Linked DNA regions of Oryctolagus cuniculus: region 1 is linked to region 2. Evidence: chromatin contacts called from public Hi-C data. All regions are on one chromosome and are shown on one strand. Each heading gives the region's core, a stretch centred on a gene start, on an enhancer-like site or on the middle of the called end of the contact. The rest is flanking DNA. Distances are from core to core; before and after follow the strand shown. Region 1 overlaps BMPER (BMP binding endothelial regulator). Region 2 overlaps BMPER (BMP binding endothelial regulator).

Region 1 (4,434 bases), core at 37-2,536, 160 kb after region 2:
GTCTCCCAAAATTATTCAAACTAAACCATATTAAGCTGTTACCTTGTTTTCCCCTAAATTCTGTTTTTTTTTTTTCTTTTTTTAAAAAAGATTTATTTATTTGTTTGAGAGGTAGAGTTACAGACAGAGAGAGGGAAACATAGAGAGGGGTCTTCCATCTGCTGGTTCACTCCCCAAGTGGCTGCAACTTGGGCCAATCCAAAGCTAGGAGCCAGGAGCTTCTTCCAGGACTCCCATGTTGTTGCAGGTGTCCAAGTACTTGGGGCATTTTCCAGCACTTTCCCAGGCACATTAGCAGGGAGCTGTATAGGAACTAGAACAGCTGAGACTTGAACCAGCACCCATATTGGATGCCAGAATTTCAGGCAGTGGCTTTACCCACTATACTAGAATGCCAGCCCTGACATTCCTTATTATTATTTGTTGCCTGTAGTCATAATTGTTAGGGGATAAGCATTATGTTTTGAGCTGTAGCAAAAAATGAGGAAAGGCAGTATTAGACAACTGAGTTCATTGCTTACATCCCATTGGTCTGCAGTTCTTCACTATCGATATTACTAATGGAAAAAATGACATTTTTTGTGGCATAGATGATATGAAGGAAAATATTGGAATCACAGCTCCATAACATTCCTACCAAAAGGAGGCAGTGAAGTGATGAGGTTAATGTCATGGACAATCAGACTTCACTATATTCCACCTGCACAAACTTGGCCACTCCTGTTACTACTTGTAAGTCCCAATTCTTTTATTAACCCAAGTCATACGTGCTATGTAGGAATATAAGCACTAATTTAGACTGGGTAGCAAGGTCCAGCATTGTGGTATAACCAGTTTAGCCACTGTCTGTGACGCCAGCATCCCACATCGCACTGCCAGTTTGAGTCCCAACAACCTGCTTTCAAGCTGGCTTCCTCACAATGCACCTGGCAGAAGGTAGCCCAAGTACTTGAGCCCCTGTCACCCATGTGGGAGACCTGGATGGAATTCCTGGCTCCTGGCTTCAGGGATTGGCTGTTGTGGCCATTTGGGGAGTGAACCGGCAGACAGAAGTACATGTTCTCTCTCTCTCTCTCTCTCTCCCTTTCAAATGAGTGATTAAATAAATCTTAAAAACAGACTATGTGGCAGACACCTTTGTCCACCTCCTGTCCACTTCTTTACCTCTAAATAGAACCCCAGTTTGATCTAGGTGTCTACATTGTCTCCAGCTCCTCAGGAGTCAAGCAGTCCAGGGTCCTTCCCCGGCATCTGCAGTTGTTTTTTATAGGGCACACAATTGTGTTGACCCAGTCACACCAAGAGGAATGGTTTGCTCTCTGTGTTGGGAGACAGCGTCCTTACCATGCCTCTTCCCCTCTCTTTTCATGTTTCTCCTGCTGGGTGGGAATCAGGGAGTGCATGGATTCTGAGTCCCACAAGCAGCCATCTAGTAACCAGGAGGCAGAACAGACTCAAGATAAAGCCTCTTTTGGGAATCCAGAAATCAGAAGGATCAAAGCTACGAGCCCAGAACCTAGCCTATGGTCACTGCTTAGTATATGTAATCTGAGCAGCAGCCTGGGTTCTGTAGACTTGGACACAGACCCTCCTTTGAATGTGTACCAAAAGAACTCTGGAGCATTGGCCAGTGTGAGCTGGAAGGGCTACTCTGTTTCCCGTATATTGTGCAAGGAAAATGTAGTTTTATCATGTGACCAGCCCTAAATGATTGCTCTCCTTGAAACTAAAATTCAAGTACAATTGGGACATTGGCCTCTGTATTCATTGCCTGTAGTCATAATTCATTCCAAAAACATAGTTTTTTTTTTTTTCTGCCAAACTGTTGAAATTACAACTTTCAGGAGTTTGGCAAATGAGCATTTTCCCAACAGAGATAGCATTAAAAAAAACCCTGCAATTTCTGCCCATTCTATTATAAAATTATAATAGCCAAAGCTTTGCTTCTGGTAATAGAGTACTCTAACAGTCTGCTAGCACTGCCATGAAGTGACTTCCAACTCAAGCCCTCTTGGGGGGATGTGATAACAGAGCTGGAAAATGTTGCTGCTGGCTAAAACTTGGCATATTATATTTAAGCTTCCAGGCATTCTTCTGAATACAGTTTTTTCCAAAATTCAGGCACACATGTGCACACATGCTGACACACACACACACACACACACTCAAATTTGGCCTGGTTTTTAAGAAAACAAAAACAGAATCCCACATGAAGGGGGAAGAAACACGTTCTTTAACAAGGCACAGAAGTCCTGCTTTCTTCTAGCCTCATTTTTTAAAGATTTACTTATTTGTTTAAAAGGCAGAGTTACAGAGACAAGGGGAGAGAGTGAGAGACAGAGAGAGAGAGAATTCTCTTTTTACCAGTCCACTTCCTAAATGGACGCAATGGCCAGGGCTGAGCCGAGCTGAAACCAGGAGCCAGGAGCTTCACACAGGTCTTACACATGGGTGGCAGGGGTCTAAGGACCTGGACCATCTTCCACTGCTTTTCTTTTTTTTTTTTTTTTTTAAGATTTATTTATTTATTTGAAAGAGTTACACAGAGAGAGGAGGAGAGGCAGAGAGAGAGAGAGAGAGAGAGAGGTGTCTTCCATCCCAATGGGCAGCAACGGTGAGAGCTAAGCCCATCTGAATCCAGGAACCAGGAGCTTCCTCCAGGTCTCCCATGCTGGTGCAGGGGCCCAAGGACTTGGGTCATCATAGCAGAGAGCTGGATCGGAAATGGAACAGCTGGAACTTGAACTGGCGCCCATATGGGATGCTGGCACTACAGGCGGTGGCTTTACCCGCTAAGCCACAGCGCTGGACCCCACTGCTTTCCTCAGGCCATTATCAGGGAGCTGGATCAGAAGTGGACCTGCAGGAACTGGAACAGGTGCACCTCAGGGGGTGTCTTAATCAGCTGTGCCACAATGCCGGCCTCTCTTGTCCCCTTTTAAAGACAACAATATGGTTTTAAGATGTGAGATAATCCAAAATGAATGTCCCCCCTCCCTTTTGAAATACAAGGATTATTTTAAAATATAACGATTAACTGGCAAGTATTTAAAATTAGGAAAAATGGCCAATTTGCATGCTTTTGAAATGGAATCACAGGACTGGTTGTTGAGTGGTTTTTATGGCAATGTTTTTTTCTCTTATCCTAATGAGATTTATGGACCTATTCTGGTTCAGCACATACATTTGGGCAGGTCTTTGGCACACCTCAGTAGTAAAGGGGAAAAGCTCCATGGTGAAATGTCCAATCAGCTGGGTTTTTACACGAGCATCCAGGCTCCGATGGCCATTCAGTACCTGTGGAGTCCAAGCCCCAGTTAGGGTTAAATGTAAAATCCTGTCTGTTTGGTGCAATTCATTAAGAGACAATTTGCCTATAATAGCTACTTAATGTGTCTGCAGTATCTTTTCATCATAGACTAAATCAATAGAGATGATCAATAAGAAGAATTATCACAAATTTCCTGATAACTCCATGGTGGCAGTGACTGAGAGGCTACTGGGTAGAGAGGCTGCCCTGGGTGGGGTCCTGTTGCTCAGCCATCTGCAGACGGTCTATAGTGTTTATCTTGCAGTGCCAGCCCTGGGGCTCCCCAGCAAAGCTACCTACAGTTCCTTTTCTGATTTAGTCACTAGAACCATTACCTTGATCTCTGCCTACTTCCTCTCCTGGCTATCAGCCCTTACCTGGGTGGAGTGGGGATAGCTTGAGTCTGGACTGCTTGGATTTCATTCTTGTTAACACCAACCAGGGAATTCTTCAGAACAACAGCAGCCGATGACTTGTTCAAGCTGAGGGAGGCTGCTCTGAGCAGTGACAACTGAATGGTTATATTCTTTCATTCCAGATTTCCTTGTATTTACTCACTTTATCCATGCATAAAGGATTTCAGTCATCTTACAGTAATGACAGCACACACACCGCTGTATAAACGGAATAGGAAGTCACAGTCCTGGAGTAAGACACATGGGACTGTTGAGTGGCTATTAAAAAGCTGTTGAGCTGCACAAAAAATATGATGGCTGCTGATCCAGACTCTAGATGACTATGAATACTGACGCTATCTACCCTGGGACAACTCTCCCCAGACATCTGGCTATGTGGGAGAATCAAATGTTTTTATTAAACAAACAAAAAAATTACTTTTAGGCAAATAAAATTGCATATCATTTTTAAAAAAATATGTATTTATTTATTTATTTGAAAGGAGAGTTGGAGAGAGGAGAGAGAGAGTGCACTTCCATCTGCTGGCTCACTCCCCAAATGGCCACAACAGCCAGAGCTGAGCCAGACTGAATCCAGGAGCCAAGAGTTTCTTCCAGGTCTCCCATGCGGGTTCAGGGGCTGAAGCACACAGGCCATCTTCTACCACTTTCCCCAGGCACATTAGCCGAGAGCTGGATCAGAAACAGAGCAGCCGGGTATCAAGCCTG
Region 2 (4,448 bases), core at 1,463-3,962:
TGGGGAAGTTCTGACTTACAGATAGTTGAGCAGGGCAGGAATCTCACTTGGCAGTGCATGTGGTGTGGAGACCTTGAGATACAACCATATCCTGCAGAAGGCATAAGAGATGGAATCATGGAGAGGAGAGGAAAGGACTCGTGTTTGGCAGTGGTGGAGAGGAGAGAGGGAGGGTCATCAGGGAAGTAGGAAGTGAGCAGGTACAGGGAGATCTGTGGTTCATTCCTGTTGGGAGGGGAGTGTTGGGAATAAAAGTCCTGTAACAGTATTCTTCAGATTCCATGAGCAGAAGCAAAAGGGCAGGATGCTAAATGAAACATCCTTATCCCTAGCTAATGAATACCTGCAGTTTGGTAGATGATTCTGTTGCTGTTTGAATGTGTTTAAAATTTTGCAAATTGAAAAAAAGCAAAAGAACATAAAATGTTTAGACCCTTGTTGCATATTCCTTCGACCAAGTACTACAACAAGTAGGGTATGTTTTCAGAATTCACAGGAAGCTTAGGTAAAGATTTCAGAATGCAGATTCCTGTATCTCTATTTCTAATTATGGGACTGGAAACTGCATTTCTGACAAGCACCTGGAGATCACAATGCTGGTGAGCAATTCATAGTTGTAAGAAGGACACCAAAGCTCATCAAAAGAGATGAGCTTGGTTAGTGTGTGAGGTCACAAATGCGTTATTTGAGGCATTTCATCTGAGGGTCAGCTATTTGATGGGTATGTAAGGACTCTGGTATGTCTAGTGCAGTGGGAAACACAATTAAAGGAAACAGAGCTCTTTCATCTCTCTGTGGAGCCCAGCAGCCTTTCTAGGCTCTGGTTACCCTTGGCAGAGGCTGGTCTCATGACCAGAGCAATGCTGTGTTTGACTCTGAGAAGTAAAGACAGACCAGGGATACATTTTCATCCTGGACATTTAGTTTTCTGAGATATACCTAGAAAGTCAATGGTCAAGTACTCAAGAAGCAGTCCAGGGCCATAGGTACTAGATGATTTCTCTAATGCCAGCCAAAATTTCCACTGCATTCATGTGTCAAGGGTGTGAGTCGTTGTTGAGCACCGCCAACGCTAGGCTTCATTCTGCTTTCTTTCTTGGATTCATGTTGTCTCTTTTTGTTTGGAACGGACAAAGAACTCTCCAAGTACTGGTTCCAGAAATCATCTCTCAAAGGAAGTTAGAACCATAGAATGCATCTGAAAAGTGTCTTGCAGGCAACCTTATGTGTTACAGCTCTGTGCTCTGCATGGAATCTCAGGTTTTAGACAGGAACAGGTGATGTAGCTTAGAGTTGGACTTGAGCCTTGACAGCTGTGGCATCAGAATGGTCGGCTGAATGTGATTCAGAGCAAACTCAGACAAACGTCCCTTCAGAAATCCATGCAAATATGAACTCTGTGCCAGGAGGCTTGAAGAGAGTTGGCTGCGAACGTGCTCGTCTGAAAGTTGGACAAGGTGTCCTGTGCACCTCGGGACTGCCACTAAGCACATTCTCCAAATGCTTGCCTTGCTGGTTTGGTTTCCTTCATATTCTTGTGGCCTTCGTTGTCCTTCCTCAGTCTTTCATTTCGTGCCCTACCCAGCATGACTTTCGCCATCCTTCTCGATAGCTGTCCCGGATCAGCTACTCAGCTGCACCCTATCAGTAGTATAATCATGGACTCTGCTCTGTTGCCTTTTTTGGGAAAGAGGCCATGATGGTTGCTCTTATCAGGAGCTCAGAAGTGAGAGGGGCCTTGCTCTACCTGGGTGAGGTGGCACTGCTAATACCTCAGTGGATTTGATGGTGCAGATGATGGAACAGTAAACCCTAGAGTGGGTCCTCTCCTGGGAGGCGAGAGGAGTCATTAGCAGATCTGCTGTAGGCAGAATCACTGTAGACCAGGGCAGGGTCTCAGTGCAGTAGGATCTCAGAGGTACAGAGCTCCTCCCTGTGAGCAGCTGGTTCTTGTTCCCTGCTGATTTCCTTCTTCATTCTTGTGGGTGGAGACACATCTGCTCAATGGTGCCCCCTTGTGGAAAAGGAGAGTATAAACTGTATGTTAAAGATCCTGAGAAGTCCTGCAGCAAGGAGGTCATTTCCTTGAATTCTGTACTCCTTAGTGTTACTAAGACATAGAACCTCCTTTTCTACATTTTTCTATGTACTTTCTGGGGGAACTAGTGTTCCACAAACTTTCCTTTGGGAAACATTGTTCAAGAATTTGATAATTCTAAAAATCTCCACACATCTGTATTTCCCTGGTGATTAGTAAAAAGATTAGAGGGGCTTATATTTTCTTCTTTAAAAACAGAAAAAAATGAATACATTAATTAGCATAAGATAACTACTGAAACAAACAACTCCCTAAATCTTGCAACTAACACATTTTGTGGGACTCTTTAGAAGGTCCTTCAGTGAATGTTGGATCAAACTCCAAAGTTCAAGTTGGCAAGCTGTTTGAAGAAAAGATGGTGCCATGATTGCATCTGTACAAGAAGATGTTACCGTCACGGACTAGCACAAAGTGCAAATGCAAATGCAGAGCCACTTCCCAGCTATCAGATTGGCAACCATTACAAAGAGGAATCAGGAGAATAATGACGCCTCTTACCTGTGAGGGTGTGTAGAAACCCGCAGGTCTCATGTTACTAAATTGATACAACCTTCTTGCATGGCAGGTTGGCAGGATAAGAACACATCCAGACACGTATAGCCATGAGGAAGTCTCTCTCTAGGAAATGCTGTGAAGGAAATAATCATGGGTGTGTCCAGCATGTAGTTACAGACGTTCCTCACTGTGTTGTTTCTGGTATCTAGAAATGAGAAAATAGGGGATTTTACAAATTGTACTTCCCCTAAAAGAGGGTAGGCACCAACAATCATATTGAAAAAAACTAAAAAGGCATGGTGGGTGATTTTTACTGACCCACAAGTACATTTGGAATTAGTTGGATGAGACAAGCATGTTTCCAGACAGTATATACAGGATGGCTTGATTTTCTTAAAATGTGCACAGGTGTACATATACATGCTGGAATTATATACACTAAATTTCTTCTGAGGTGATGTTTTGAGTATAGACTATGGAGTTTTCCATTTTTCTCTGTTTCTTTTTCCTCTCCTTTGTTTTCGAAATTTTCTACACTGAGAAATAAAACTTTCTTCTTTAAAAGGGAGAGTTGATTCAGGTTCTCTTTTCAAATCACAGCTCACAGAGAGCAGAGGGCAGGTTCTCTATGTTATGCGATCTCGGACGTCTCACATTCTAATCCACTACCAACACCTCTGTAGTAGTTTGTGGTAGAATTTCCACTTAGGTTACTGTGATAGCTTCACAGGAATGGCTGTCGAGACTAACCCATTCATTGTTCTCTTAGTCCCTTGACTTGAGTTGCTGTCTGTTTCTCCTCCATCCAACTCAGCGCCCATGCCCAGGGTCAGTCACATCTGGGTCCTTGTCATCTCCTGGAACTTCTCAATAGAAGACAACATCCCACCCTCCAGCTTGGCTCTTGCCCTTTCCAGTAATTTATTTAACATTTCCCAACCTCCTACAGACACATACTGTAATACTCTTAGAATCCATTAAGAATGCTGACTCGCCCCCATACACATACTTTCTCATTACTCATGACACCTGCCTCCTGTCTCCTGTCTTTATTTCCTTATTGTTCAGTACACATTTCATAAAATGCATCTATTACATGTACAACATGTTCATATTCATTCCTGTCTTTATAAAATGGAATTAACACAATTTGAACCTTGGATTAACCCAGTGTGCCCCTTCTGCATCTAATTTGCACAACTGCTTAACTTCCTAATGTCATAAATTCTAGAACAGCAATGCTAACAGGGATCCTTATGGGGTGGCAGCAAGCCTACTTCATTTTTCTGGAGCACTTACTCTGCCTTCTCCACAATGCTTACTCCATTCCTTCTGTATAAAACAATGGTGAATAGATTACAAGACCCCCAGTGGGGGGGTCTGAAACCTCAACTAGTCCAAACCCTATATTGGAAGCATTACAATACCATAACAATTGATTTGTTGATTGAGATGGGCACGAGCCATGTACAGCATGGATACACTGGACAAAGGAGTGATTTGTGTCCTAGAAAGGAGAGTGGGATGGCATGAAATTTCATAGCCTTATCAGAAAAGCATTCCATTTCAAACCTATGAATGGTTTATTTCTGAATTTTCCATTTAATATTTAATATTTTCAGACCACAATTGATCACGAGTAGTTGAAACTGTTAGAAAAGCAAGATCATAAGTAAGGGGGAGATTATTGTATTCTTTTCAAAACTTGGCTCCACAGTCATCCTGCCTGACTTTCAGCCTCACGGAGGAGCTACCAGCTGGAGTCTCCTACTGAGCCCATTGCCATACCTGCATGCACACCCATCCTCCCCTTCCTGCTGCCAACAACCCTGGAGAAAACATGCCCACATCCACC

Evidence for each region. A called contact is a pair of places that touch in the nucleus more often than the background predicts.
Region 1: a Hi-C map of embryonic fibroblasts shows a contact between it and region 2, with 2.8 times the contacts expected there. The contact joins two enhancer-like sites. A contact is called at or near these places in 3 of 6 Hi-C or Micro-C datasets (ear pinna, embryonic fibroblasts and an unstated tissue).

Annotation. Positions count from the first base shown.
Region 1 is chr16:24,649,470-24,653,903 of mOryCun1.1, forward strand. The region is part of intron 3 of BMPER (BMP binding endothelial regulator); the gene reads left to right. Among named protein-coding and RNA genes, the nearest start is that of BMPER, 200 kb to the left of the region's middle. Within about 2 kb of position 1,287, at least 1 of the 8 cell types and tissues checked has an H3K27ac peak or open chromatin away from gene starts, as enhancers often do.
Region 2 is chr16:24,489,464-24,493,911 of mOryCun1.1, forward strand. The region is part of intron 1 of BMPER (BMP binding endothelial regulator); the gene reads left to right. Among named protein-coding and RNA genes, the nearest start is that of BMPER, 38 kb to the left of the region's middle. Within about 2 kb of position 2,713, at least 1 of the 8 cell types and tissues checked has an H3K27ac peak or open chromatin away from gene starts, as enhancers often do.